Regions from separate parts of the Mus musculus genome. Here region 1 is linked to region 2. The links are chromatin contacts, called in public promoter capture Hi-C maps. All regions are on one chromosome and are shown on one strand. The core of a region is the stretch at or near the end of the contact, and the rest is flanking DNA. Distances in the headings are between cores, read along the strand shown. Region 1 holds the start of Itgax (integrin alpha X). Region 2 holds the start of Pycard (PYD and CARD domain containing).

Region 1 (2,700 bases), core at 28-2,527, 140 kb before region 2:
AACCACCACCCTGTGGGGAGACAGAGAGCACTGCAGTTAGGAGCCACGACAGAGAGCTGACAACCGCTGGAGAATGGAGGTTCAATTTAAATTCCAGGTAGGTAGTATTTTGTTTTGTGCTTTATTCTCTCCTAATCGAAGCCCTCCATTTCTGGCATCTAGGTATTTCATAAACATGTGTTAGACGGACAGACAATTCCTTGTAAGTGTACAATGACGTCTGAAGGAACACCCTGTGGTTTGCAGGTTGGAGAAGAGCCCAGCATTTAGTAGGCACTTGGTAAGTGCTATCTGAAGTTATCCTAAAGGCCTGTTTTCAGGAAAGCATTCATAACACAAATAAAATTGTCACATTCCATAAAGAGAAAGTATGCAGGTGATACCACTGGAGTGTGGGGCTGGGGAGGGATGGGACTCTGTACAGCTACCACCAAGTCCTCACCAGGAACTATCATACTGGAGCACACTGTGTCCGAACTCAGCACCGTCCATGTGAAAATGTGTCAGCTTCTCTGCATCCAAGTTGAAGCCAAGACAAGAAACAAACCCTGAGGAAGCGTGAGAGGCTTTAGAGCAGGTCCCCTCCCTCTTGGCCACCTTCCTGCCCGCCTCAGCTGCATCTCCCAAGCTCCTGACTCCCTTGTCTCCCTTCCACACTCAATACCCACAGAGGCCCTGGTCCTGGACTCCAGACTCATCTCTCGTCTCTCCTTCCCCTAGTTCATGAATTACTTTCCACTGTTAAATTTCAGTTCTGTCTCCACAGAGTGAGCATCAGAGTTTGAAGACACACATTTTCCCCATCTCTATCCATGGGGCTTTGATGAAGGAGAACCCAGGGAACACGGAAACCATAGGGGAATTCTAGGATCACCATGAAGTGTATGTGCTCTGCCTACTTCAGAAATCTGTGGGTTGTCAAGGCCAACCTGCCTCACTCTCAGGATCTCTTGGGTTCTCCCCGCAAATGGCCTCTTTGATATTCTCTCATTCTCCAAACTCCAGATCCAAAGCCCTTATGTCTCAGCCGTCGTCGTCGTCGTCCCCCCACCCCAACGCCAAGTCACTCTCCCTACCAAGGTCCTGATCTCTCAACCACAGCCTCCATCTCACGGGCCTGACTTACTAGGAACAAGTCCCCAGCCCCTCTTCTCTGAGGCCCAGGCTCACCCAACAGCAGAAGAAAGGCTATCCAGGTACAGCTCATGACTGGAGAACAGAAGCAGGCTCTGAGCAACTTGGAGACAGCTGCCAAGTCACCACAGAAGAAGCAAATGAGAAGAAAGGTGGTCAGGAGGCCAGAGACCAGGAGGGAAGTTGTCAGCGTGACTCAGAGGAGGTGGGGGCAAACTGAGATGAAATGGATAGAGTGGGGACCGAGGCAGCCTACACACTTCCAGGGAAGAGTTGCTCTACTTGAAACGACTTGGTGACATATTGTTCTGGTTCCCCAATTCTTGCCCGGATGGATATATGTAAACTCCCGGATTATCTGATCCCTCTCAGACTTTTGTACTGGCAGAAGTTTCCCTTGACCTTGAAGTGTGAGTCAGCCACAGGAGGAGAGAGAACAGATGACGGAGCCCTCCACTTCTGGCCTGGAAGTAGACTAAGAAGTAAGCACATGATCCATGTAGGGAGCACAGGCTGGCATTCATTCATTCATTCATTCATTCACTCATTCATTCATTCAGTGGATTAGTCATTTGCTCAACATAATCAAGAGGGGTGGTCTGAGCCTTTTGCTAGGTATAGGAGAAACATAACCCAGAGATCAGAGTAAAAGCAGATGGGTGAACACTAAAGTGGGCCCTGTGAGAAAAGAGGTACAGAGACCAACCACTAGAAGTATTACTCAGACCGAGAGGACCTCAGACTGCTTTCTGGGGGAAGTAGCACTTGAGCTGAGTCTTAAAGGCAGCCAAGGTCAAGAGAATACTAAAAACTGAATTTCAGAAGCAATGGATATGTTCATTAGGATTATCATCCCTTAAACCTTATTCTGGAAGATAACCCTGGCCCACAGCTGGCCATTAGGCCCTTTCTCCTATCAAGAACCTGCCTCTGTCAGGCACTCCAAAGAGGGGGTGGGGTAAGCATTGGATCGAAAGTTCTGGTTCTCATTCCTCTCCCAGGAAAAGTTTGATTGTTCCAGGCCGCCAGAACATCCTTGGATAGCAGCAGCCAGCAAAGAACTGGGGTGCTAAGTAGCTGGCATTTGTGACAGTACCTTTACAGTACAAATCTTCCTATGTTGACCTGCTTTAGAGGTAACACTGATGGCATCTCGTTTGGTCTAAAATGGCTAAGCATACATTTCTGTAAACATGTTTTAATGTTCAGAGTGCAACTTGGGGCTGGGACTTTAGAGAGATACTCAGGTGATATCATAGGTGAAGTTTTGTAGCTCAAGACCCACATACGCCTCAAATAATTTCCATGCTGGACTGGATTCTCTTTGGGCACTAGCCAAACTGGACACAAACTATTTTTATTAGAGGTTTTCTCCTTATTTTTCCTCATTTTGTGGAGTGACTTCTTGCTGGAGGCCTTGTTTCTCTGGCACACCATAAAGAGTTAACAGGACAGCGTGGGAGATAAGACTGCCAACAGATGAGGCTGGAGTGTTGGAAAACTGGAGAGTGAGCAGGCCACGGGACCTGGGAGTTTTGAAAGACTTTTATTTTTATCCCGCAGGCA
Region 2 (2,801 bases), core at 15-2,514:
GTCAAGAGTTAAAACTCTGCTGGTCCTAGTGGCACACACCTTGATCCAAGCACTTGCGATGCAGACACGTGGATCTCGAGTTCCAGGACAGCCAGGGCTACAGAATGGCATCCTGTATAGAGGAGGGAGGCTCCTTAAGCCAGATGTGGTAGAATACACCTGCTATTCCAATTCCAACCAGTCAGGGGGCTGAGCAAAAAGGATCAGGAGTTCAAGACTAGCCTAGCTTACACAACAAGGTTATCTAAAGTAAATAAATAGGCAAAGCATTAAGTGGTGACTAGGTAGCGGGCCCTTGGCACATGCTGGGCATTATAACAACCTCCCTAGCCTCCCCTCCCCCACAAAAGCACAAGAGCTACAAAAAAGTAGCTTTGTTCACTAGCAGCAATATGATCTAGATGGGTAGATGGAGGACTCTTAAGACTGGACTCTCGGAGGAAGTAACATTTAACCTGAGGGTTGAGGAGCCAAGCATTTGTCTGAGAGAGAAGCAATTTCAAGGTTTAGGGAACAGCATGTGCAAAGAATTGAAAAAGCAACTCCAGAGGAACTGAGCTTGAAGATAAGGGTAAACTGGCAGTGTGGTATAAAACAAGACTGACTAGATCAAAACTGGGATGGACCAGTAGACCCCCAGCCATGTTTAAAGCCAGTTAGGAATTCTGGGTACAGAGCAGGCTCCAAGGTCATCCTAACCAGCCCAGGAGTAAGGGGGTAGCTAGCTGTCTACTCAGGTCTCTACACTCCAGTTGTCATCACACTACAAAATATTTAATAGCTGGGGCATTTGGTAAGGTTTCAAGAAGCCTTAGCCCTTCCAACCCAACCCATCATGAGCCCAGGTCCCCCACCTTCTAGCAGATGTGAGGCTGAGAGATGGGAGTGACAAAAACTTTTAGCTGAAAGAAACTAAGGTGAAGACATAGTCACTCTCTTTCGCACTTCATTTTGTCCAAATCTGTGGAATTCAAGGGGCTTAGTGTTCTAGCTGTTAAAATTCTAATATTCAATGGCATGTGAGTGGATCCTAAGATCTGGGGAAACAAAATTTGGGGCGTCTAGATTTCCAAGATTCTAAACCTCTATGCTCCAAGAAACTCAACAGAAACAGGTTGCTTTTCAGCAACAGCTGGTTTGCAAGTAAGCTCTATTGAGTCTCTCAGCATCTCCGGACCTGCCAGAGTAACAACTTAGCTCCACCCTCTGTCCCCACCCCACTTCCTCCACCAACCCACCTCCACCTAGTTTCTTCAGCCTAGCCAAAAAGCCAAGTCTGAAAGTCTTAGGGGCGGAAACCAAAACTAGTTTGCTGGGGAAAGAACAGGAGCTGTAAGAAAAGAGGGTGGGGGAGTCCCAGCATGCCCATCGGCCTAAGCAGCTGACTTCCTGGTCTTGGCGGGCTGGCAGCAGGCAGGCTGCAGCAGGCGAGCAGCAGCAAGAGTAAAAGGTGACCGCGGCTGCCCACCCCAGAGCCATGGGGCGGGCACGAGATGCCATCCTGGACGCTCTTGAAAACTTGTCAGGGGATGAACTCAAAAAGTTCAAGATGAAGCTGCTGACAGTGCAACTGCGAGAAGGCTATGGGCGCATCCCACGCGGGGCCCTGCTGCAGATGGACGCCATAGATCTCACTGACAAACTTGTCAGCTACTATCTGGAGTCGTATGGCTTGGAGCTCACAATGACTGTGCTTAGAGACATGGGCTTACAGGAGCTGGCTGAGCAGCTGCAAACGACTAAAGAAGGTGAGTGTGTCCCCTTGTTCGTCTACCCTCAACTTCCTGCACACCAGCAGAGGCTTGCCTCTTTGGCGCTTAACTGTTCCTCCTGCCATAGCCAAAAAAAAAAAAAAAAAAAAAATCTTCCCTTTGTAGCCTTGAACTTAGCACCGTGGGTGGAGTGGGAGTGAACCCCTGAAAGTCTGTTGATAAAGATCCACCTGGCATTTCTTTGCAGAGTCTGGAGCTGTGGCAGCTGCAGCCAGTGTCCCTGCTCAGAGTACAGCCAGAACAGGTGAGGCCTCCCCACCCTACCACACCCTTGCACAGCCTATCTTTGCCTATGTAGTCATGGTGGGTGGCTTTCCTTGATTCTCCAACCCCTAAAACTGCGTTAGTAAATTTTGAAGCAGTTTTAAACACTGCTTTCACTTCCACCCTCAGGACACTTTGTGGACCAGCACAGGCAAGCACTCATTGCCAGGGTCACAGAAGTGGACGGAGTGCTGGATGCTTTGCATGGCAGTGTGCTGACTGAAGGACAGTACCAGGCAGTTCGTGCAGAGACCACCAGCCAAGACAAGATGAGGAAGCTCTTCAGCTTTGTTCCATCCTGGAACCTGACCTGCAAGGACTCCCTCCTCCAGGCCTTGAAGGAAATACATCCCTACTTGGTGATGGACCTGGAGCAGAGCTGAGGTATCTTTTCCAGCTACATTATCTAGCTCCTGACTTTGTATACACAATTTTTGAAAAAACAATTTGTATTTGTGTTTACTCTCTGGGATGTTTTTGCTGAGCTAAGCTACATTTCCAAAGGCCATATGTGGCCCAGTGGTAGAACATATACCAAACATGCACAAATCAGTCTCCAACACCTAAATTCCACAGACCCAAGTTATGGCTTCTCCATTCTAGTGCAAAGGCTTCTCAAATGATTCCTGGCTCCCCATTTGGGAGCTTTTCCCATATTATCCCAAAAGGCTACCTTTGAGAACACATGTAACATTATCCAGGTCAAGCTAAAAAGCGAGAGGGGGGGATGGGAACCAGGTAATGGTTAATCCCAGCAACCAGGAG

The links. Capture Hi-C pulls out chosen DNA fragments and counts their contacts.
Region 1: a promoter capture Hi-C map of adipose tissue shows a contact between it and region 2. The contact joins the promoter of Itgax here to the promoter of Pycard in region 2. A contact is called at or near these places in 15 of 39 promoter capture datasets (the 3T3-L1 cell line, 3T3-L1-derived adipocytes, the C10 cell line and 8 more), 1 of 484 Hi-C or Micro-C datasets (bone marrow-derived macrophages), 7 of 115 datasets of contacts at active chromatin or transcription factors (CD8 T cells, bone marrow-derived macrophages, double positive thymocytes and 3 more) and 5 of 9 other capture datasets (adipose tissue, embryonic stem cells, liver and 2 more).

What each region holds. Positions count from the first base shown.
Region 1 is chr7:128,128,127-128,130,826 of GRCm38.p6, reverse strand. It overlaps Itgax (integrin alpha X), which reads right to left and starts at 1,277. Exons shown (of 30, transcript NM_021334.3): 1 at 1,171-1,277; 2 at 443-548; 3 at 1-10. The coding sequence starts at 1,207.
Region 2 is chr7:127,992,330-127,995,130 of GRCm38.p6, reverse strand. Pycard (PYD and CARD domain containing) reads left to right here and starts at 1,264. Exons shown (of 3, transcript NM_023258.4): 1 at 1,264-1,748; 2 at 1,960-2,016; 3 at 2,166-2,801. The coding sequence starts at 1,478. The coding sequence ends at 2,419.